Linked DNA regions of Mus musculus: all the other regions are linked to region 4. A link is a contact called in public ChIA-PET and HiChIP or PLAC-seq data. All regions are on one chromosome and are shown on one strand. Each heading gives the region's core, a stretch centred on a gene start, on an enhancer-like site or on the middle of the called end of the contact. The rest is flanking DNA. Distances are from core to core; before and after follow the strand shown. Region 1 overlaps Gm3787 (predicted gene 3787). Region 2 holds the start of Iqank1 (IQ motif and ankyrin repeat containing 1). Region 3 holds the start of Scrib (scribbled planar cell polarity). Region 4 holds the start of Arhgap39 (Rho GTPase activating protein 39).

Region 1 (6,263 bases), core at 548-3,047, 550 kb after region 4:
GGGCTCCACACCCTGCCGCAGGGACACTTGCACGGATCAGGCTTATTGCTGCTCTTCTTATAGAAGTCAGGAAATGGAAGCAAATCTGGATGCTCCTGCAGCAGCAGAGGTCTCACAGAACAGAAAAGGCAGGGAGGGAGAGACAGTTGTTACACTTACTAACCTCGGGAAGCCTGAGTAACAGTCGTATCTTTCCCAGCACGGAGAGCTGAACAGAGCAGTCTCTTTCCAGCAGCCTCAAACCTTTGCCTTGTCTCAATATCCACAGCTACAGCCCCCACATGAATGCTGGTGTCCCCACATTGTCCCGTGGTCCTATTGCCTGGTCTGTGTGTGTGTGTTTGTGTGTGCATGTCTTCTCAGCACACAAGTTACTCCAATGCAGGCAAGGAGGCTCTGAATACAGCTGTGCTCCCCAAATTCTGCCCTGCACCCCTCCTGTGTCTTGGGCTTCTTGTGGCAATCAACAGGCACAGAGGATGAAGTGAGCTCAGATTGACCAGTGTTAGGAAACTTCATCTGGGACTGTCTGTAATCCCACTACTGTGGAGGTTGAAGCAGGAGGATTATGAACTCAAGACTAGTCTGGGCTACAGAATGAGTTCAAGACCAGCTTGGGCAATTTAGTCCGTCTTAAAATAGAGATGGGCATGGGCATGGGGAATGGTGGGGGGGAGAGAGAGAGAGAGAGAGGGAGGGAGGGAGAGAGAGAGAGAGAGAGAGAGAGAGAGAGAGAGAGAGAGAGAAAGACTGAAGACAGTTTAGTGAATTCCTGTCTCCAGCCCAGTGCAGAAACCCTTTGGTGTTTGATCCTGCCGCAGACACTGGCCTTGGAGCTTGGGGAGGCTCTCCCTGTGTCTCCCGGTAGCAGTATCGTTGGCTCCAAGAAGCCATGTGGTAACCAGTTTAAACATTCGGCCAGCTCCTCCTCCACCCGCCTTCTGCCAGATGCTAATGGAAAACTGAACCAGGCATCTAGGGGTGGGGGTGGGGTGGAAGCCGGGAGGAATTGGGAAGAACGAGCCAAGAAGCTTGAAGTCCTTGACACAGAAGAGGAAGGCTTTGACTGATGTGTGAGAGCGTTAGGAGGAGGCCACAGCTCCAGAGCTCAGACGCCTTGCCTGGACAGTGAATGCAGCCACCCAGCTGGCCCAGAGGCGGGCAGTTCCCGTCCTGTGGGAGGACGTGACAAAGTCAGTACCAGAGGGAGCAATGTCGGATTTCTCAACTAGTACACTGGAATGAGGAGGAAGCCCTCCGAAAGGCTCAGGTTTATGCCTGCCTGCTCAACTCATCTTTCTAATACGTCTACTGCGTCTCCTAGCCATGGGCCATGGCTCTAAGACCCCTTACGGGTAACCGAATCTCTCCCTAGCAAACAAGAAAACCAACAAGGAAATCCTCAGAGGGAGAAGGCTGTGGAGCGAAGGCCCGGAGGGAGGCTCAGCCCTGCCGCGCAGATTCCTGGTCCCTCTGGGGACCGGCTTCATCCAAAGCATCTTTTAAAAAGTGTGTGGGCGCCCTCGTGTGGACGTTCTGTTAATACTACAAGCTTGCTTTCTAGCTCTTTTTTTGTTTTTGTTTTTGTTTTTGTTTTTGTTTTTTTGTTTTTTTTTTGAGACAGGGCTTTTCTGTGTGGCGCTGGCTGTCCTGGAACTCAACTCGAGACCAGGCTGGCCTCGAACTCAGAAATTCCCCTGCCTCTGCCTCCCTCAGCCTCCCAAGTGCTGGGATCAAAGGCGTGCGCCACCACCGCCCGGCCTCTAGTTCATTTTATTCCAGCTCAAAACTGTGATTTCCAAGCTTGGTAAGCAGAACCTTTCCGGGGGGTGGGGCCTAGCTGGCAGAGGCAAGTCACCTGGGTGGACCTTTGGAGGCAGAAGTGCCATTGGCACTAGGCAAGTGTGTGGTGCACAGATATATATCTAGGCAAAACACCCATGCATATAAAATGAAATTAAGTAGAAAAGCCAGGCATGATGATGCATGCCTACAATCCTGCACTCAGGAGGCAGAGGCAGAAGCAGAGGCAGGCAGAGCTCTGTGGGTTCGAGGCCAGCCTGGTCTACATAGTGCGTTCCAGGACAGCCAGGGGTGTTAGACAGAAACCCTGTCTCAAACCAAACCAAACCAAACCAACCAACCAACCAACCAAACAAACAAAAAACAAAAAAAAGAAGAAATTAAAAATTTTTTCAATAGGGAGGGATATCTGAGGGAATTTGTTGAATTCCACCCAAATCTGAACAAAAAAAAAATCTAAGGGCTCTTTGGATGTGTAGCCTTTGCTAGAGGAAATACTACTCAAGGAACATATGGGCCTAGGCTCTTTTCGTGCAGCCAGACGACTAAGACTGGAAAGGAAACCAGTGCTCCTCCCACTAACCAGGAGGAAAAAAAATGCAGACTAGAAAGGCCAGAGACGCCAGAGAAGCACTGTTGGAGCGCCCCCGTGTGGACACGACGTGCGTGAGCGGCATCCAAGGTTGATCAACAAGGGAAGGGCATACTGTGGTTGTGGCTGGCCTCAGCTGACAGTGTTTGCTCCGGCAGCCGTGGCTCTGACTGCTGAGAACGGGCCCTGCAGCTGGCAACCAAAGGCAGGCCATCTCCCCGTGACTCCAAAAGCCACACAGACTTTGTATGAATTGGAAAGGGAATGGGGAGAAAATGAGATGGAGCAAGAACGAGGAAGAAAAACGGCAAGAGGAAGAAGCAGGCAAAGAAGAAACGAAGGGGGTGGGGGTTGGGAAGAGGAGAAAATGCCTTGAGGGAGTTGGTTCCTAGGGACTTCTGCCACTTCTGTTCTTGCCTGGGCAAAGAATAAATGAATAAGCAGGAACCCCGCTGAATAGGATGAGGGCAGGTCCACTTAAGGGTCAGGAATCAGATAGCAGGGATCAGGGATCAGGACCGGAGAAGGACTATGAAGGGAGCTTGGACAAGGATGCTTGTGGTCTGTCTATCTTGGTCCCGCTACAGCTGACCTTTGCCCACACCTGAGCACAGGCCCTCCAAGCAAAGTCAATCCTCTGCTTAGCGACAGGTAAAGAACGCACCTGTGTTCACTCCAGCCAGACGTGCGTGAACACCACCCTCTGTCCCAGCGGGGCCTGAGGTGACAGAATCTGAAAGAAATGCCTGGGTGGAGGGGCAGCGACTGTACAGGAAGAACAGGAAGGACTTGCTGCCCGACACCCCACAGGAACTCATGTGCCCAGGGGAGCCAGTCAAAGGCAGCATAGGCTCAGTGAGCCAGTGCAGGGGTCCAGGTTGGTTGCAGCCATCTTGAGTCACAACCGGCAGGGGCATCTGTGAGAAATCTTTCCCTGCATGGCTCCCCTGTCCTTAGAGTGACATGTGGACCTTTAAAACAAGACCCTAGTGCTGTCAGAGTTAGAGACGCGGCCCGTATCCTTGGTGTCAGCTGAGGCAAGCGGACACGTTTGTCACCATTTTCCTGCTTGGCATACAAAATCTTCCCCGTGACCCATGTGGCAGGCCTTCAGACCTCCTGCTTCCCTTGGCCACACAATGGCCATAGCTTCTGTATGAGTTATCTTTCTATTGCCAGGATAAAACACCATGACCAAGACCATTTATATGAGACTTTATTTGGGCTTGTGGATCCAGAGTTTGTCATGTCTGGGAAGCCTGGCAGCATGCAGCAGGCTTGGTGGCTGAAGTGGAAGCCGAGGGCTCACATCCTGAGCTACAAGTATGAAGGAAGCAAAGAGTGAACTAGAAGTTAAACGAGTCTTTACATTATTTTTTTTTAAAAGAACACTTTTAAAAATATTTATTTATTTATTTATTTATTTATTAACTATATGTAAGTACACTGTAGTTGTCTTCAGACACACCAGAATGAGCCACCATGTGGTTGCTGGGATTTGAACTCAGGACCTTTGGAAGAGCAGTCAGTGCTCTTAACCGCTGAGCAGTGCTCTTACATGCTGAGCCATCGCACCAGCCCCCCTCCCCCCTTTTTTTTTCTTTGCTACGAGGTGTGTTTTATCTTCATCAATCACACAAATAATTTTCTATAATATCCCAGGGCAAACCGGTGAAATTTGGCAGTCCAATTTGTGGAGGGGTCCCCTTCAGAGACCCGCGGGCCAGTGGCATTCAGCTCTGAGTGCCCGGGTTCACAGTACAGCTTGTGTCCATCTTGCAGGTGGCTCTTCCTCCACATCACGAGGGAGTCTTGGAGATGACGGGGCGGGGCGGGGCAATCTTCCTAGGCTTTTTAGGAGATTTCACTCGTCCTTACCTGTTCGATGGTCTCTTTGGTCGGCAGGGTGTTATTCTCCTGCGTCTCGGTTTTCTTCAGCTTGGCCTTATCGAAGCTGGCGATTTCCCGCATGTCTGCCTTGTCTGCCATTTTCTTACAACACGTGGATTCTCTTTCCGAGCTCGCGCTTGCGTTGCTGCAGTGAGAGACCGAGTCCTTACATTCTTAAAGCCCACCTCCAATGACACGGTTCCTTCAACATGGCCATTTTAAGTCTCACTGTTGGCTATGGACACCACTCCAGAGGTGGGCAAAGCCTTTCCTGTTGTACTCCCTGTGTAAACAGTAAATGTCATATACTTTGTAAACTTTATAAACCCTCAAGACAGGAAAGTGGCCAGGCCTCTGCCTGAGGGGCCGGAGCAGCCGGTAACCTCCCCCATATCTCCCTAACTGTTGTAACAGGTTTCCAGCCTCTTTAACGGTCACAGAGAACACCTCTAGTCCCTTAACAGGACGCTCTCTAGATTATGCTAATTTTAGGTGGAACTGCTGAACAGGAAAACCCACCAATCCCTGAGATCATTCAAGCTCAGGTCTTGAAAACCCACCAATCCTCACCCTGGAAATCTCCGCTCGTAGAAAGCTCCACCCACTAAGGGATCCTATATAAACGCTGTGTCTGCTCAGCTCCCTGCTGTCTGCTCCCTGGAGCAGAGGTAGCCACCCCTAGATTTATCCCTCCGCACCCTGGATCCTCCCTCTAAATCTCTTTTATGAGATTTGCTGCCTGCTCCTGAGCTCTTGAGCTCAGCCGGGGATACCCTCCTCAGGGGCTGCAAATGCTCTGCGGAGGAGGCTTCCTCTCAGAGCTGTGTGGTTCCTGGGCCCCCATGTCTCAGGATGCTTTTCCGTTGGGATACCATCCTCCCTCAGAGCTGTCCTGAGATTCCGAGATTCCGAGTCCCAGGACACCTTCCCACCCCAGCAGGAAGGCCAGCGTTTTGGTTCCGTGACCCAGATAGGCTCTCCGGGTGCTTGTGCTCCCCTCGTGGTCTGAGCAGCACTAGGACCCTATCCTTCTTCTCCAGTTGGCCTGTAGCAGACTCACTTCAGGCTCAACCCATGCACCAGCAATGGTTAGGTAAGCTTCCCCTCTGGTCGGTGTAAATGCTTCCCTGAGTCCAAGGAAGTGATCACTGAGTGTCCAGTACCCCTCTAGTACTCCGGGGATGTGGAGGTCTTTAAGGCTACAGCTGGCCCTCTTCATCTGACCCCATTGGAGCTGCAATCCGGCTGTTCCCTTAGGCCCTTGCTGGGCCATCCCTTTCTGCCCTCTTAACCTGACCCCATCCCAGCACCCTGGGAGCTGCAGCCCTGTGTGTTAGTTAGGCCCAACTGGGTTATTGTGTCCTTTCTTGCCCTCCTCTCACCGTCTCTTTCAAGCTGCTTATAATGCCACAGCTTCTCTAGGCCCTCATGGCTTCTGTGACCCCTTTCCTTCACCTTTTCCTGTGGACGAGACCCCATTCCTAGAGACTCGGTTCTCTGCCTCTAGGTTCCGCTCTGGGCTTAGCCAGGCTAAGCTCTGATCCCCATTGAGTGTGTGAGGATATGAACAGGATTGTGTCACTTCTAAATTTTTCCTCCCCATCTCTCATCCATGGAGTCTTCTCTATCCTCTCGTTCACCCTTGGGATGCCTTTTAGAAAACCTACAGCCTCTCTACCTGGCATCCGACCTGAAGGGCTCAAAATTTATTTACCTTTGCAATCAAATTTGGCCTCACTCTCCCATAGACAGTCAATCCAAATGGCCACATAATGGCACAATAGATCCCAATGTTATTTGGGGTCTTTACAAATTCTGCAAGCGATCGATCGGAGAAGTGAAAAGGGATCCCTTGCAGCTAAGCCTTCTCTTACCTCTGCTCCAAGGCTTCTCTCTGTTTTCCCTCTTCTCTCTCAGCTCCTTTTAGCTACAAACCTGAACAAGATGATTTACTCCACTGTTTTTTTTTTTTTTTTGG
Region 2 (5,676 bases), core at 202-2,701, 810 kb before region 4:
CTTAGTCCTGAGCGGCCACTGTGGTACCTGACCTCACAGAAGTCACACACGACCTTAAATGCCCTTACAATCATTCACTGGTACACATCGCCCCTTGACGATAGACGGGGCGGTGACCACTCCTATCAGCGATGAATCCAACAGCCTGCTCACTGACATCTGCCTATCCAAGTGGGGCCCTGCTTAAGGAAGGAGCCTATCCCACCCAAACCAGTGACTCAGCAGGAATTTTTTGTTCCTGACCTCCTACCTGAAGCTAGCCCCAGGCCCTTCACCACAAGTAGGGCAAGAAAATGACCCTTTCCTCTCCTGTCTGGCAGGAGGTAGTAGTGTTCCTGGGTCTGGAAGGGGGATCCATGGTTGAGGACCTTAGGCTACTACACAAAGAGGATGACAGGATGATTGTGATCAAGAAGGATTGGGGTTGTGGGGGACAAGAAGAACCTAGGAAGACCGGAAGTCGATGAATTATACAGCTTTCAGGTTAGGCACTGCAAGGCCCAAAGGTGTTACTGTACCCCAGGAAGTTAGCGGCTACCCAGGCCAGGTATCTTATCTGCCGATCCAGTCCAGGGATATGAGATCAGGAGTTAGGAGAGTCCAGTTTTCCCTGCCTTCCACACAAGGACCCAGCCCTAGACACCCCGGTTCATGGCGGCTCGGGGAGAGGCTCCGGGAAAGGTACAGGTCATGTCCTGACAATACCTAGGCCGCCAGAGCGAATCGCACTGTTCAGTCTCCTACTTGCCAGCGTGACCCTGGAAAATCCCTCACCCAGTGCCCCGGAGCGCAGTCTCCCTGTCTCCCACCCAGTCCCAAAGCACGCGCTCACTGCACCGCCCGGCCCAGGTCCAGAGACCAGACCCAGGTGGCACCGCGCGGAGGCCCGAGCCTCCCGTCCCGTGTGCCTCGCCCCGCCGTGCTGTGCCCGGCCCGCTCCGGGGCGGGAGCCCTACCTGGCCAGGTGAGCGGGGTTTCGGCACAGGGGCAGCAGGAGCCCACCGCCGCCCAGCGGCCTCGCGGTCCCGTCCGTCCGACAGCCACTCCCCGCCGCGGCCCGCCCGCCCGTTCGGCCTGATTCACGCGCCCGCCCCCGCCCCGCCCGCGCTCTGCCTCCTGCCTGTCCGGGCAGCACCTGGGCGGGGCGGCCCCACCCCGACGCGCCCGCATTCCTGCGCCCTCCGCGCCCCGGACCCCGGCCGCGATCCCGGGTTCCCAGTGTGGCTTCACTGGCGCCCCCAGCCCACACCCCAACCCCGACCCCTGAGCGCTCTGGTGGAGCCCCAGAGCTGCGCTCCGGACCCTGGCCAGCGCCGCTCCGGATTTCTAGAGCCTCGTCTTTCCGGACACTGAAGCCCCTTGAACCTATTTGAAAACCGATCGCTCAAAGCCCCTACTGCCGACCCCTGACCCTCGCCCCGGAAGTTGGGGTAACTCGGAAGTTCCGGCTTAGTCGCTAGGAAACTGGCCAGCTCGACGCGAGGGGCGGAGCTTCTGGCCTCTGTGTTGCGAGAGGCAGGTGAGGCAGGTGAGGTCTCAGACGGGGGGGGGGGGGGGGGGTGTTTGGGTACCCATCTCACTCAAGTGACCGCCCTACCGTTCGCAGACACACCTCTAGTTTCCCCAGTCCACTCCCCGCAGGCTCATCTTCGCGCATGAGACCGACAGCATAGGAACTCCACGGACCTCCCCACTCATTTGCCCAACCATAAAGGTTCCTGCGCACTCACCCGTACCCATGGGACCCCTCAGGCACAAGGGAATCTGGAGTGATCCGCCAGCAGAAGCCCCTCTGCCACACAGAATCCCGCAAACCAATCGTACCCCCCAAGTCCCCATCTCACATGAGGATCACTCTCTAAACTGCTCCAACAGTGTCGGTCCTGGCACCCACTGATCCTTTCCTGTGCAAACCAACTGAAGACACAAAGGTCCCGTCTTAATACATGCACATTAAAAGAGGCTGCACCCAAGATGCTGCAAGTACTGGATCCTCTACAGACAGGGAACCTCATGGTTGTATCGACCCCAACACATCACCCGTACACCTAAGGACTTAGTTCCTCCTAGAGCCCTAATCTACCCAGCCCTCCCTCCAACCCACTCCTCTACGCATGCCGTGCCCTGAACTCAGTCACATGTCCAAGCCAGCTTCCTACCTACCACTTCTCCTGTCCTAGATTCTCAGTGTCTGCCACCTGCCTGAACATTGTCCGTAAGACAGCTTACTTTCAGTCACTTTCTGGTCCTACTTTTAGGATAACATTTCATTAACTCCATCCCCAAATGCACTCTGGAGCCCTGCGGCCCCAGCCTAGTGGGTACATAAGTGTATGGAGTCAGCGATTGCACTACCCGCTTTCCTATTCATTGGCCCTGTGAGGGGTTCTAGGGCACTGGAAGACCCTACTAAAACAGGAGCGGAAAGTTCTTCCAAGAGGAGTGAATGGGGGGCCTGCCTTGTATACTAGGGAGAAGGGCATTGCTTCCAGAACCAGACAGCAGAGATTCCCAAGGCCAAGAAGGAAGAGGGTTTGCGGGTGGGGAGGGGCTGTGTTCAGCAGACCCACGTTGGCAGTAGTTGAAAGCAAGTCCGCAGAGCTCAGGCTGTTGAGCTTCTAGCCCAGCGATTTAGAGGATGGTGTTAGAACACAGAAGGACAGGCAGATCCAGAATTGTAGAGGACGGGGGTACCAGCATAAAGGGACACATCCTCTTGCTAGGTATCCTTCCTCGAGCTACTGGGCACATCCTTAGACCACCAGGGGCGGGCAGGTGGACCAAGAAGCTGGCTGGGGGACATGCTGGAGGTCTATGCTCCTGCTGCATGTTCATCCAGGGCCGGGGCAGTATTCCCACTGCCTTGTTCGCTGCCCTCCTGAATGTACCATCCCTGGACTTTTCCTTCCCACCCCCAGGAGAATGAGCACTAAGAAGGGGGGGCCCAAAGCTGCATCAGGGAAGGGGCAGGCGCTCCTCCCTGGGTCCAAGCTTCGAGCTACTGCTGGTGAGTGCCCCCTCTGACCTCCAGGGCACTACCCCAACACTGACCACGAGACCACTAGGCACACAGAAACCCTTTCTCTCCAAGTGGTTTCCAAGAGATCTTTCAGTTGGGCGTGGAATGATAGATTTGTGACTCAAAGCTCAGATGTCCACTGCACCCCGAACTTCTAGAGCTGGAGAAGGGGTGTGGGTACAGTGCTCAGGAGGGTACAGTGTTAGGGTAAGGAGGAGATTGGAGGGGCAGATAGCTTAAAAAAAATATCGAAGCAGGTCGTTGGTGACGCACACTGCCACCAGCACTCAGGAGGCAGAGGCAGGCGGATCTCTGAGTCTGAGGCCAGCCTGGTCTACAGAGTGAGTTCCAGGACAGCCAGGGTTACACAGAGAAACCCTGTCTGGAAACGACAACAACAGCAACAAAGCAATATTGAGAAAAAGCAGGCCTTGATTCTGAGTTGGGAATCTTCATGCTAAGTGGTTGTCTATTCACCATCCCACAGTCCTGCCTTCCCCTTCAGACTGTTTGTCTGTAAGCACCTCCAGGAAGGATGAAGGGTTACAGCCAGCCTGGGCTGGCTCCTGCAGAGCATCAGAAAAAGGTCTCCCTCGCCCCTGTGCCTACCCTCCTGCAGCCTTTATCGCCCCTCTGCTCTGAGTCCCATTCATTCTGCCACAGCTGTGAACATCTTCCCAGACTGTCTCTTGCACCGAGCTTGCCTGGAGTCTGTACCCGCTGTCAGGGGACCCACCCCAGACCCACACGCAGCCCCACATCTTAGATTCCCTGGGGCTGACAGGCAGTGGTGACTCCACACTACGCTGAGGTGAGATCCTAGTTGCCCAAAATAGCCCCAGCTGCGTCTGAGGCCAGTCTTCCTCCTGGAATGAGGATAATGGGTACCAGCATTGCGTTCTGCCTCTGTGATCTCAAGCCCTGGGCACCAAGCTGCAGTAAACACGGGGCAGGGCGGGTGGACCAGACGGAGAAGTTGTCCAGGATGCTTGGGGTAGGGACTGTTTCTTGGTTCTGATGTTGTCTATCAGCTGTGCACCCGGCCCTCCCCCCCAACACACACCCTACCGCCCTGGACCACTCCTGTAGCTACTTATCCTGGTCCCCTGACACCTCCATCCCCAAGCAAGTTCCCTCCCTCAATGACCTTGCCTACCAAGCATTGGGTGGTCTGGGCAGGCTTGCTGTCCTTCACCCAGGCAACATCCTATGTAGTGAGCACTAGCCCCTCTTGGTGGACAGGCCCACAGACGTTCTACAGCCAACCTGGCTTCCCATCCTTCACACACCTATAAGATGCTTGAGTGTCCACTGTACTGTCACTGCCCGAGCCCCTGCCCCATACCCCTCTAGGCCTTACCTGGCCTTGAGTTTGCAGTGCCTCGAGGCCCTCACTCCGGAGCTGCTCCAGGGCCACAGCCAGCTGCAGCCCCTCCATGTGCACCCAGGCCTGCTCCTCCTGCAGCTGCTGCAGCCACAGCTGCTCCTCCTGCAGCTGCTGCAGCCACAGCTGCTCCTCCTGCCACAGCTGCATCTGCAGCTGGACCTGCCGCCTCCGATCCTCCAGCAGCAGCTGCTCCTGGGCTAGGCACAGCTGGACTTCGTGGAGTCTCAGCAATTCAGGGCCCAGGGCTGGCATGGGGGCCCCAGCTCCACAGCCCTCCATGTGCTCAGGGGCCAGCACCAGCTCGGATCCCAAAGCAATGTCCTGAACTGGCCTCCAGGCTGCCTGTAGCTGCTCTGGCCTGGTGGCCCTGGAGTGTCCCTGAGGAGCCGGCTGAGTGCTGGTCACGTGCTCTGTCGGGGCCACCCCCACCTGGTCCTGAGGGCCCCCTGTGTTGGGGGGCGGGGGCTCAGCCTCAGGGCCCTGCTGCCCAGCTGCCCGCTGGGCCCTGCCCACCCTCTTGCCTCGGGGCTTTCGAGCTCGCCCTCGTTTCCCAGACATGGCCCTGAATCCAGTGCCTCTTTCTCCAGATGTCTGCTCCCCAGGGGCCTGGCTCATCAACTGGCCTGGTTAGGGAGCTCAGAGGACATCCCAGAGGCCACAAGAGGTTGCTTGCTCTCAGCCAGGTTCAGCCCTCTGCTCCCCGCTGTCCCAAGTGGCTGTGCTACCCCTTGGCTGATCTCCGCACCCCGGTAGCAGAGCCCAGGGCCCTGGCTCTGCCTATAGGCCCCACAGGTCCCACTCTGTGGCACTGGGCCACACCAGAGAGTTTATAGAGACTTTGGCGGCACAGTGGCTCACCCTAGCCGAGGAGGCTGACTAACACGCTGACACAGGGTGCGAGACTTTACAGGCCACAGACTTCACTGGCCAGACTGGGAGGGAGACTGAGAAACTGGGGGCGGCTCTCAGTAGCTAAACTGCTGCTTGAGGACTTGCCTGGTCCTGCCTGGGTGTCACCAAGCCCCCCCCCTTTACCCCACCCTCAGTCTCTGGTCGCGGGAAACTCAAACTGGCCACAGAGCCAAGAGCTGCATCCCAAATGCACCAGCCAGCCCTAACTGCCCAGACCCTCACTGGCCATAGGTCATCCCAACCCAGCTGACCACTGGAGCCCCAGGCCTACCCGGACGAACCCTGCCAGACAGGAGTTTGCCAGAGATGAAGGCCCACCCTAGGCCCAGCATGAAGCACTTGGGCCACACCGTGGGCT
Region 3 (5,985 bases), core at 2,734-5,233, 750 kb before region 4:
AGTCTGGCCCTAGCACTCTGCTCACCCTATTTGTATGAAGCACACGTGCTTCTGTCCAATTTGCCTTTGTCTTCTTTCCAGTCTTAAGCCCAGACTGCATGTCCGAAACAACACACGGGCTCTTTAACCCCTACAGGGTCCAGTGGATCCGAGGCAATCTCATATGCCAAGAGTGCCCTAGCAAGCACCTCCCTTGGGATAAGCCACCAGCAGCACATGCCACTCCCATCAGGTGCACTGACCGCGCTCATCACACCCTGAGAGGCTCGGTGCCTCGGGGCTGCCCTACCGTTAACAGGTTCTCCGTGAGGATCAGCTCCGAGAGGTTCTCACAGTCCCCTATGGCCTCAGTGACCTCACACAGCCGGTTCTGGTCCACCTTCAGGATAGACAGCTGCTTCAGCTGACCTGGCATCAAGGAGACATGGTGACTAGACCGAAATCAGGTCAAAGGCACTTGAGCATGTAGGTCCTCCGAACGGCCATAGCCTGGTCCCACATTTCAGTGACAGTGGGCTTCTCTGGGTCTCCAAGATTTCTTATGCTCCCCATACCCGGCCCCACCCTTCTTACTGCAGACTCAGCTTCCGAGACTCTTCCCCACCCCTGACCCTTGGAAACCTACATCCCAATTCTTTCATAACAAACTGCCCTGACGCCTGAGTGCTAACTGGATGAATGGGTATCTGATCTTGGCCTTCGCTTACTGCACCTGCCCTCTTTGGACACCTCTAACCTGGGTTAAGTCAGATCCTAGCCCAAGCCCCTCTTTGGCACCTCACAAGGTCACTGATGATTGGCACACTGACCGATGCCCTCTGGCAGCCGCTGAAGCAAGTTCTGGGAAAGCAGCAGATCCGTGAGCAGTGCCAGCCCACCCAACTCCACAGGCAGCTCCTCCAGCCTGTTCTCTGACACATCCAGGCACACCAGCCGCCGCAGATTGCCTAGCTCCTGCAGACAGACAAAAGGTCAAAGGGCAGCAGGTAGGGGATAAAGCCAGTCCCACCCTCACTTACCGGGGGCAGCGCTGACAGTTGGTTTCGGTCTAACCATAGCTCCCGAAGGTTAGGCAGAGCCCCCAGGGTGTCAGGCTGCAAGAATGGACAAAGACAGGAGAAAGCAGTGTGACACCCAGGAGCAGCAGCTGCCCCACAGCACACCCTTGCTTCCCCAGGCAGCCCTCACTGCACCAGCACTTCCAGGTCGTTGCCTCCCAGATCCAGCTGTTCCAGCTTCACCAGGAAAGACAGGGACCTGTACAGAAGACAACATCTGCATGTGGCCACTCAGGCCACGCCCCAGGGTAGCTCTACCTCTGCTGGGTGGAGGCCCCAAACTTACGCAGGGAGAGATTTAAGCAGGTTCTCCCGGAGTTCCAGGGTCACCAGATTGGCCAGGCTGAAAGAGACCAAGGACCAGGGCTGAGGAAGGCAGAACCAAGACAAGCACTGCCTATACCCAGATCCACTCATCAAGGGGCACTCACTTGCCCACATCTCCAGGCAGTGCCTGCAGGGACACGTCATTCAGGGCCAGGTGAGCCAGGCTGCGTAGCTGTGTGAAGCCATCCGGAAGTCTGGAGAAACAAAGCAACACAGGCCTCAGATACGCATGGAAGAGCTCTAGACCCTGCCGTGGCCAAGAGCCAACCCGCACTGTGGGCTAACACTTACCTAGACAGGGGGTTCCCACTGAAGTCTGCAATCTCCAGAGCCTTACAGAACTTTATGCTCTCAGGTATCTCAGGAATATCTGTGTTTGGAGAGGGTGCCGTGAGGATGGCACGCCTCAGGAGCTCCCAGGAGCCCCTATGCTCCCCCCTATGTTCACGGAGTGCCACCCGCCCTCCCCCCCTACCGTTCCGGGACACATCTAGCTCCACCAGCTGCATGAAGTTGGCCACTTCAGGAGGCAGCCGCTGGATCTCGTTGTCACTGAGGCCCAACTTTCTCAAGTTCAACAGTCGGAAGAAGGGCTGTGGGCAGAAGATGTGATCAGGGGAACAGGCTCTATAGCCAAAGCCCTATGGGTATGGGAGAGTTTCCAAACCAGGAGGATCATGGCCACAGGGTCCTGGACCTCTTTGTATCCCAGGTCACACAAGGTTCTGCGGCTCTAGCCATGATACCCAGTGTGCTGAAAAACCAGACAAAGAAGCCTGCAAAACACACCCCTGCCCACCTGATGCCTGGTCTCCCTTGTGTCATTTGTCACATGTACCACTGCTGTTCTGCAATGATACTCTGCAACTGCTGAGGGGGACTCTCCTAAGATACTGTCAGACCTACGCTCTCATTTCTCGGTGGAAAGCCCACCTCTCACTATTACCCAGATGTCACCCAGATAACATGCCCCAGGCAAGACATCAGCAGCTCCCAAATGGATAGCCCCTGCCCTCTGCCCTATGGGTCAGTCACTCTCAGTATCCTACCTACTATCCAAACTACCTCTTCTAAAGGAGTTTGGAGCTCTTCAGGAACCCCAACAATGAACAGCAAGAGCTTAACAAAGAGAGAACAACAATAAAAACACCAGAGAGCACTGGGGTGGGTTGTGGGTGGTGCACATCTTTAGTACCCACAGAGGCAGGTGGATCTCTGAGTTCTAGGACAGCCAGAATGAATTCCAGGATAACCAGGGTTACGAAGGGGAAACCCTGTCTCAAGAAACAGAACAAAAAAAAAAAAGCAATAACAACAACAGGCACCAGAGAGAAACACAAGTGCAAAATGTCCAAGATTCACACACGGATACCATAAAGGTCTATGAAGAACACCCGCAACGCCACCAGCCGGCAAGAATATCAGACCACTGAGTCCCCTATCTCAGAAAAGTAAGTCCTACATAACCTGCCTCCTTTGGCCTTCCTTCTAGTGTGGCCTCAGAACAACAACAACAAAAAAAACCCCAAACAAACCCGACAGGAAGGAACACAGACAGTGAAAGGTGGGCTCTCCGCTGAGCGATGACAGAATAGATCTGACACTGCAAGTATCTTAGGAGAGTCCCACTCAGCACTGCAAACCTCTCCTCCCAAAACGAAGGCAGAACACAGTGCAAGAAAACCAACTTCCTACCCTTAAAGTAGCCCAACTAGCTTTAACAGTTGCTAACCCGGGTCGGTCTCGCACCCTGGACCCATCCTCCTCCTGTGCTCTCATGGGCTTCTCTGTTGGCTCCCCTTTTAGGTTCAGTATCTACTTAGTCCCCAGACAGGTTGCCACCAGGTGCCAACACCGGCGGCTGGAGGAGGGTGGGGCTGGCTGGGGCGGGGCTCTGACCAGTAGGAACCTGCAGGGCCGGCTGGAGGTTGCGGTGCCCAGCTCGGGCAGCGCCTGCTGAGATCTCGCTCCAGCCGGCTGCCCCAGAAGTCATACACCACCCCGAGAACTGAGCGCGGGGCAGCAGGTGCGGCGGCCGCTCACCTTAGGTAGCTCGCGCAGCTGGTTGGCGTCGAGGAGCAGCTCCTCGAGGCTACGACTGTAGCGGTAAATCTCCTCTGGCACAACCTGCAGCGAGCAGTGCCGCTTATCCACCGACTCCACGTGCCGGTTACAACGCCAGAGCGGGATGCACTTCAGCATGATGCGGGCGGGCAGTGAGCGCGGGCTCGGGAGGCGCTCGGCGGGCTCGGGCCGGGGGGCGGGGCTCGGCCCGCATGAGCGCCGAGCGCGGGCGGAGCGGCGCGCGCGGGGGTGGGGCGGGCAGCCGGGTCCCGGACTGTGGCCGGGGTCGGCGCTCGGCTCGGCCCGCGTTCAATACGAGCTGTAGGCTCCGACGGCGGCACACAGCTGGCAGCACGGCCTGACCCGGCAGCGCTTTCTTAGGCGCTGGGGGCGCGGCGGCGGCTCCGCATCCCGCCCGGCCTGCTCACCTAGCAGCTCATCCGCCCGCAGCACCGCAGCCGGAACCGCCGCCGCTGCCCGCGACAACCGCCCAGCCGCGCAGCCCGCCGGGAAGCCTAGGCCCGCCCTCTCTGCTCAAAACTACAGCTCCCAAAGGGCCACGCGGCGTGGCGTCTCCGACGACCCGTAGCGGTCTCGCGCGGGGCATGTCGGGATTTCCGGCCTCGCTCTGGCGTAACCCATACTAGCAGGTGTAACAACTCAGATGCCCGCCCGCCCACAAAATGCTCTCTTGGTCCTGGATCCTACAGATCTCAGGGCCAGACAGCTCTCAGAGCTATCCACGTGAGCAAGGCTGCAAGCCAGCACTCCCCACAAAGGAAGATAAAGCAAGGCCTGTCCACCCCGGTCCCTCCTGTTCACCCCTGCACAGCAGGCTGAACGCCCTCCTTGTCCCTGGTGCCTTGGAACCCTGATAAGACATTCCACACACAACCAGCTTGGGTCACAGGACCAATTTCAGACACAGGGACTTCAGGGCCAGTGGTATCTGCATCTTTATGTACACTACAGGGTGGGTTGGGCAGAGTGCCTGGTCCCAGGGACACACCACGGTTAACACTTTACAAAACCCAAAGGAAGGAAGGGGCAAGTGCAAGTCCAGGAAATGAGGCCAAAGTCACGCGGAGAGGTCGCTGTTATCAAAACGCTCCTGGTCATACACTTCAGCCACCACCTTGCGACCACCAAACCAGCGCCCATTGAGGGCCTGGATGGCCTTGTGAGTCTCTGAGGCCATGGAGAATTCCACAAAAATCTTGACGATGATTTCTGCATCTTCCTCTTCGCCCTGTTTTTCTTGATAGATAATGACCCGGTTCACAGCACCAAATTTGCCACACTCCTCTGTCACCTCTCCCTCCAGGTCGTCATCGATGTCCTTGGGGTCCACCATGTTTCGGAGAACCATCACTGTAGACTGTAGGAAAGACAATTGACTGCTGTGACTGTGGGAAAGACACCTGAATGCTGCGACCTATCACCCACTACTTCACATTCATACCGCCGAGAGCGGGCCTGGCACGAGCCCACCTACTTACCTCCTGTTTTCTGAGTAGCTTTTGCATGACCATGTGGCGAGCACTGCTGCCCGAGATGCTCATGTGCTCCTGCTCACTCAACATCTCTGGCCGTTCTGACTCAGGAAACAGCTCCTCCTCTTCCTTCTCCTTCTTGGGCTCCAACAGACCCAACGTTGGCGGGCTGGCGAGAATGGGGTTCACTACTCCCACAGAGGGGATGGTGACCGGAATAGGAGGGCGGGCTGGTGTCACACCTGCAGCAAAACCAACCGAGTTTAATAGCCACACATACACTCTCCTGTTTGGGAAAGAGTAAAGAGATGGTTGGCGATAGCCAGCCTGTCCTGGATTCAAGGGATTACACCGAAGTAAGTATGGGTTGGGAAGCTGAAGACAGACCCTAGAGGAGAGGGGAAAGGAATGGAAGAGAACCTGATCAACTCAGACTCACCTGTGATGACTCCAGGGGCCTGGGCAGCCATGACAGCCTGGGGTAGGGCCCCTAAGGGCTGGGCCAGTGTCAGTGCTGGGGACACTAGTCCTGGTGTGGCTAAAGTACCCAGCACTGCTGCTCCAGCCACTGCTTCCTGCAACCAAAAGACAAGCAGAGTCAGTTTCTAGTCTGTTCTCACAGTCAGTTCTTTGTTCCCACCCAAACCATCTAAGAGCCAGTTCCCAAAGGCTGAGTGGGTCTGTCCACCCACTGTCCACACTCATCACTGCACCAGCTCTCACCTGAGCTGTAATCTTGGCCGTGGCTGCAGCTGCGGCCACAGCAGCAGCAGGCGGGAGACCTCCAGGCGTGGCAGGTGTTAGCAGGGGCATGGGGGGTGTGACGGCCTTGCCCACCCTCAAGTACTGGCCACCCAGATCAAAGAGGTTCATGGAGGACACAGCATCCTGGGACGACTGGGCCTTCTCATATTCTGCAGGGCAGGATGAGCAGTGAGAAAAGCCAGCCCCAGTAAGAGGCGGGCTCCCTCTTCTCCTTGGCCCTTCCCAAACTCACCGATAAAACCATAGCCCTTGTGCTTGCCAGTTGTGGGGTCCCGGGC
Region 4 (5,513 bases), core at 695-3,194:
CGACAGAGCTGGCACAAACATAAAATGAAAATAATTAAACACACACACACACTAGCCCATACACACAAAATGAAAATAATTACATGTATGCACACACACATACATACTTGCACACACACAAGTACTTTGTGCCAAGCATGGCAATGCATGCCAGACAAGATCATGAGTTTGAAACCTACCTGAGCACATAGCAAAATTCAGACGAAATTACAATTTTAACACACACACACACTTAGTTTATGCACTTTGTAACACACAGTCCAACCTATACCTAACCCTGACAGCTTGCAATTTCGTAGCAAGAACAATTCCTAACACTCAAAACTTCCCAGGTGTGAAAAATTTTACAAGTCTTAAGTCACAGAGTCCTCACAACAGCATTCTGAGACCAATACTATTAGTGTACCCATTTTACAGCCAAGAAACCAAAGGCAGAGAGACCTTACCTAATACCACAAAGCCAGTAAAGGAGGAGTCATGACTCAAGGGCGGTCAGTCTGGCTCCAGAACCAGCACTCATTTTCACTCTGCTCCAGACTCTTACAAGACAGCTGATTAGACCACGAGCTGGAAGGAGTCACATCTCTCTATTCCCTCCTAGGCACTCAGAATCCCTTGAAGACTGGCTTTCCGGACTATCCAGTCACACCTCTCCTTCTAATTCCCTTCCCCCCACGTTCGTTGTAAAAAGGGGAGCAGGGACAAAACCACCTGCTGTTTACAGACTGCGCCCAGGACGCAGTGCTCAATTGCCCTCCCTAGCTCCCAAAGACAAACGTCCGTATTGTCTGCACCACGGGAGGAACTGAAGCCTTGCAACTGTACGTTTTTCTGCAGAGGTCACTGGAGGCCTGGCCAACCCGAACAACACTGAAGGGGGAGGGGGTCCAGCCGCATTTTTGCGGCTGAAGGTTGCGTAGCGCCCACAGCAGCTGCGGTGAGCAGCAGCATGGAACACACCCACAGCTGCCGCGCCCGAAGCGGGCAGCACGTTTTAAAATAAAGACAGCCTGCCTGGCCCGGGATGCACAGCCTGCCGGCTCGCAGCCCCCACCCACCCCACGCCTGCCAAACAGCAGGCGCCCAGGGAGTTCCAAGTCTGAAAGGCCGGGGAGAGGACCACCCGAGCCTGCCGCAGAGGCCCTGCCGCGAAGCCAGGGCGCACCACGCGCAAGCAAGCCACGACCCGACCCAGAGACGCCCACCGACTGCCGGGCATCGCGGACAAAGCCTAGCCCGCAAGATCCTCGTTCGGCAAGCACTATCTCTCACCACCCCCAAACGGACCGGAGCCCAGTGCACAGAAAGGGCACAAGCACACCACCGGCTCTGGGCCTGGACACAGAACGCACGCACACCTGTCCTCGGGCTGACTACACACACCTGTCTGCAGGCCGGGCACCCTCACATCTCACACCCACCATCAGGTCCACCCCAACCCCAACCACCTCAAGCAAAGGGCTCGCACACAACTATCTTGGCCAGGGACACACACGCACTCACGCCCATCCAAAGGCCGGGCACGCGTGCAGACCATGGCACCCTCACACCCACCACCCTCGGGCCCCTGCTCTTACGCAAACCCGCCTTCACACTCCCTGGCCCTTGGCCGCGGCGTCCTCCTGCGGACCCTCCCCTACCGGGTCACCTGGGGCCCCGATTTCTAGCACGACTGGACTGGGGGGCCTCCGCCTGGGCCAGGCCGTGGGGCCGCAGCGAGGCCTCTCCGCCATCTTCCCGGCCCGCGCCGCCCACCTCCCGCGCTCTCACCAGCCGGCCCTGCGCCCGGAGCGCCGCCACTGCCCCTCATCACCGACCGCACGCTGCGCCCCAGCTCCCGGCGGCTCCCGGCCGCCGTCGCCGCCGCAGCCAGCGCTTCACGTCCTGGGTCTCCGCCGCTGGTCCAGTGCGCTGCGGCCGCGCGTCCCCCGTCACCAAGCGCAACCCCCCGCCTCCGACTCCGCCCCCGCGAGGATGGTGGCGCCGCCAGGGGGCGCCGCCCGCGAGGCTGCAATGCGCCTGCGCCACCGCGCAGCCCCTCGGGAGCTCCGAGGGAGCCTTGCCTCTGTCGGAGGCCCCGCCCCCGATGCCGCGCTAGCCGGCCGTTCCGCTCTCACCTGTACCCGCCCACTTCTGGAGGTCTGGGTCACCTCAGGTGTGTCCTAACGTGGGTGTGGCGTGACTCTATTAGTTCTAGCCCTGCTGGGGTTCCTAAGCTTGAGATATACCTCTTCCTTGACTCTGGAAAGGTAGCTATTGTCTAAAATACTCTGCGTATTCCATGTTTGTAACTTCCCTTTATTATTTTCCTCCTTTTATTTCCTTGACTATTCTCGTAGTAACTCAGGCACAGCTTTAAATGTGCTCTCTTTTCTATTTTTTTTTTTTTTTTTGTAATGTGTATTGTGTGTGAAGCATGTGCACGCACGTGCCAACAGTGTCCGTGTGGAAATCGGAGGACAACTCCTTTCACCATGGGTTCTAATGACGGAACTCGCATCATCAGGCTTGCACAGAGAGCACCTCTACCCACTCCATGGCCCTTTTAACTTCTTATTAATTTTTTTTAAGAGAGAGAATTTCAGATGGCCCAGGCTGACCTTCAACTTCCCTATGTAGCGAAGGATGACTTTGAAACTCTAATCCCGTCTTCATCTCTCTTGTGCGAGGATTACAGGCACCATATCCGGTTTACACAGCTGAGGAGGTGAAACCCATTCTAGGAAAGCCCTTTACCTACTGAGCTACATCCTCAGCTGCCATTTGGGTTTTTTGTATTTGACGAGCTCTTGCTCTGTGTACCCGGGCTGGCCTCAAACTTAAAATCCGTCTTTAACACATTACAAGTGCGTTTGTCACCCTCCCAGACTTCGGAATATTCAGTGTTGTTGTTGTTGTTTTTGTTTGTTCATGTTTTCGTTTTTTGAGACAGGTTTCTCTGTGTAGCCCCGGCTGTCCTGTAACTCGATCAGTAGACCAGACTAGCCTCAAACTCAGAGCTATCTACCTGCCTCACTTTGCTAGTGCTGAAATTAAAGACGTGGGCCATTACTGCCCGACACCAGTTCTTTACTTTAAAAAGAAAAACACACACACACACACACAAAAAAAAAACCAAACTTTTTTTTTACCTTGGCTTGACAATTAAGAGTAAATACTGCTCTTCCTGAGGATTCAAGTTCAATTCCCAGCATCCATGTCAGGTGACTCAAAACCACCTATAATGCCTGACAGAGGTGGCACATGCCTTTAATCCCAGCACTTGGGAGGCAGAGGCAGGCGGATTTCTGAGTTCAAGGCCAGCCTGGTCTACAGAGTGAGTTCCAGGATAGCCAAGGCTATACAGAGAAACCCTGTCTCAAAAAACCAAAAAACAAACAAACAAACAAAACAAAACAAAACACCTATAACTCCAGCTCCATGAGATCAATAGTATTCATGTGTACACACACACACACACATTTTTTAAAATGGTGAAAATGAGCCTTCAGAATATTTTGCTTATTTAGTTTGTATGTCTGTAGGGCTGCATGTGTCAAGACCTCTGTAGAGATGTCAGAAGACAAACTCTAAAGGAGTCATTTCTCTTCGGCTATTGAGTCCCGAGGATGGAACTTGGGCCATCAAGCTAGTGGCAGGTCATCTCCAGCTCATGTCTTCATTTCTCTGTGTCGTATTTAAATTCCACTTGCAGACAAATAAAATGGCCCAAAGCTCTTCCAGGACTGCACACAGCGTTCCATCTGTATCCAGACCAAGAGAGCTCAGAGCCTTCCACACCCCGCAGTGCTGCAGACCCAAGCCCTGGGGATCTCCACTGTGCTCACACTTAGCACGTCCTTGCTGAGTCATCCTGGGCTCTGCTCTTAGGTATGGATGAGGGCTCCTGCTCTGTCTCCAGCCCCCTCAGCAATGCGGCTGGAAACAGACGTTCTAAATGCTGCAGAAAGGAACGCACAAGCAGCAAGGCTATTTATCTTTGCAAAAATGAAATTAACCGGGCTAGCAAGTCCTCGAGGGCCAGAAGCTCACTTCGAGTGTATCCTAAGGCAGGTGGTGACTGTGTCTTTTTTCCTATTGCCTGGGGTCACCTCATAGTCTTTTCCTGATTCAGCCTGATTCAGTTTAAAAAGATTCAGCTTGGAGTAAATGAAAGGGAGAGGGTGAGGTGTCAGCTGCTGCAGATCACGTTTGGGAACTGGAGGAGGGCAGGGCCTTTGTGGAAAGAAAAGCTTTACCAGGTAGAGGAAAGTAAAAGGTTTGAATTTCTTTACACAAAAGTTTTAGAGGGTGTGAGATATACAGAATATTGGCCTTTGGTGACGAATTTTTTTCCTTGTTCACCCACCTGAAGTAAGCTGACTTGGATGAAGGAAGACCGTCTCCTCCCTGCGGCTGAAGAAACATTACCAACATGGCTGACTGGATTCCTTTTGAGTGTTTTTTGTTTGTTTCAATATTTTTGAGATGTTTGTTATGTTTTATGTGCTTGCCTGAACGAGTGTCTGTCCCTGTACCACACATGCAGTGCCTGTGGAGGCCCAGAAGAGGTCATCAGACACCCTAGGATTGGAGTTGCAGACGGTTGTCAGCTGCCCTGTGGGTGCTAGGAACTGAACCCAGGTCCTCTAGAGGAACAGTAAGTGCTCTTAACTGCTGAGCCATCTCTCCAGCAATGCCCACCGCTAACCCCTGCTGCCTCTCCCCCCCCCCCCCACTTCTTTTTAAGATTTATTTATTATTATATGTAAGTACACTGTAGCTGTCTTTAGACACACCAGAAGAGGGCATCAGATCTCATTACGGATGGTTTGTGAGCCACCATGTGGTTGCTGGGAATTGAACTCAGGACCTTCGGAAGAACAGTCAGTGCTCTTAACCACTGAGCCACCTCTCCAGCCCCTGTCTCTTCCCTTTTGAACCTTTGGTCACAAACTTAGAATGAGTGCTGCTCACTCTCAAGCAGTCTTGTGTTTCTCTTCAGAAGGCTTTCAAAGATGGTGGCCATTCCATAACTTCTCAGAGCCCTTTAGTTAGGCCTCCTATTGGAAACCAAAAGTCTCCCTCCCATTACCAAACTACAGGACTGCACACACCCATCTCTGGCCTCCCACTTTCCCTGCCTGTGGAAAGTTTGCAGGCTGTTCTGCTCATTCTGAAGGTTGGACTAGAGGTCTGGACTTCTTTCTGTCCCTTGCATTATTAATATGGCCATTTCTATTGAACAGTTTTCAAGAACACTCAGATACATGCTAACATTGTTCTTTTTTGTTTCTTTCTGTATTTTATGTGCATGGGTGTTTTGCCAACAATATTTGTGTACTATGTTTGTGCCTGGTGCCTGTGGAGGTCAGAAAAGGGTGTCAGATCCCCCAAGGGATGGAGTGGGATGGCTGCGAGGAACCTAACATGAGTCCTCTGGAAGAATAACCAGTGCTCTTTAAAGGCCGACTACTTGGGCTGGTGAGATGGCTCAGCAGGTAAGAGCACTGACTGCTCTTCCAAAGATCCTG

The links. ChIA-PET counts read pairs in DNA pulled down with a chosen protein or histone mark. HiChIP or PLAC-seq counts read pairs in DNA pulled down with a chosen protein or histone mark.
Region 1: a contact with region 4 is called in an H3K4me3 HiChIP or PLAC-seq map of embryonic forebrain, with 5 times the contacts expected there. The contact joins the enhancer-like site here to the promoter of Arhgap39 in region 4. A contact is called at or near these places in 1 of 39 promoter capture datasets (the 3T3-L1 cell line), 3 of 484 Hi-C or Micro-C datasets (the N1E-115 cell line, embryonic stem cells and palatal mesenchyme), 4 of 115 datasets of contacts at active chromatin or transcription factors (embryonic forebrain, neural tube, pancreatic cancer cells and 1 more) and 1 of 9 other capture datasets (embryonic stem cells).
Region 2: a contact with region 4 is called in a FOXA1 HiChIP or PLAC-seq map of pancreatic cancer cells. The contact joins the promoter of Iqank1 here to the promoter of Arhgap39 in region 4. A contact is called at or near these places in 1 of 39 promoter capture datasets (liver) and 1 of 115 datasets of contacts at active chromatin or transcription factors (pancreatic cancer cells).
Region 3: an RNA polymerase II ChIA-PET map of memory CD8 T cells shows a contact between it and region 4, with 7 read pairs. The contact joins the promoter of Scrib here to the promoter of Arhgap39 in region 4. A contact is called at or near these places in 1 of 39 promoter capture datasets (pre-B cells) and 1 of 115 datasets of contacts at active chromatin or transcription factors (memory CD8 T cells).

The regions. Positions count from the first base shown.
Region 1 is chr15:77,365,899-77,372,161 of GRCm38.p6, forward strand. Gm3787 (predicted gene 3787) reads right to left here. Exons shown (of 3, transcript NR_168297.1): 2 at 4,274-4,568; 3 at 3,595-3,712. Among named protein-coding and RNA genes, the nearest start is that of Gm41353, 7.1 kb to the right of the region's middle. Within about 2 kb of position 1,798, at least 195 of the 459 cell types and tissues checked have an H3K27ac peak or open chromatin away from gene starts, as enhancers often do. A contact at or near this core is called in the N1E-115 cell line, embryonic forebrain, embryonic stem cells and 3 more, where this site is marked.
Region 2 is chr15:76,008,418-76,014,093 of GRCm38.p6, forward strand. Iqank1 (IQ motif and ankyrin repeat containing 1) reads left to right here and starts at 1,452. Exons shown (of 14, transcript NM_001370920.1): 1 at 1,452-1,528; 2 at 2,919-3,007. The coding sequence starts at 2,923. Fam83h (family with sequence similarity 83, member H) reads right to left here and starts at 1,081. Exons shown (of 5, transcript NM_001168253.1): 1 at 957-1,081.
Region 3 is chr15:76,065,801-76,071,785 of GRCm38.p6, forward strand. It overlaps Scrib (scribbled planar cell polarity), which reads right to left and starts at 3,984. Exons shown (of 36, transcript NM_001310543.1): 1 at 3,429-3,984; 2 at 1,861-1,978; 3 at 1,677-1,755; 4 at 1,490-1,579; 5 at 1,345-1,401; 6 at 1,194-1,257; 7 at 1,020-1,094; 8 at 810-954; 9 at 290-408. The coding sequence starts at 3,587. It overlaps Puf60 (poly-U binding splicing factor 60), which reads right to left. Exons shown (of 12, transcript NM_028364.2): 8 at 5,940-5,985; 9 at 5,666-5,856; 10 at 5,382-5,517; 11 at 4,949-5,184; 12 at 4,382-4,827. The coding sequence ends at 4,528.
Region 4 is chr15:76,816,222-76,821,734 of GRCm38.p6, forward strand. It overlaps Arhgap39 (Rho GTPase activating protein 39), which reads right to left and starts at 1,945. Exons shown (of 12, transcript NM_001168288.2): 1 at 1,771-1,945.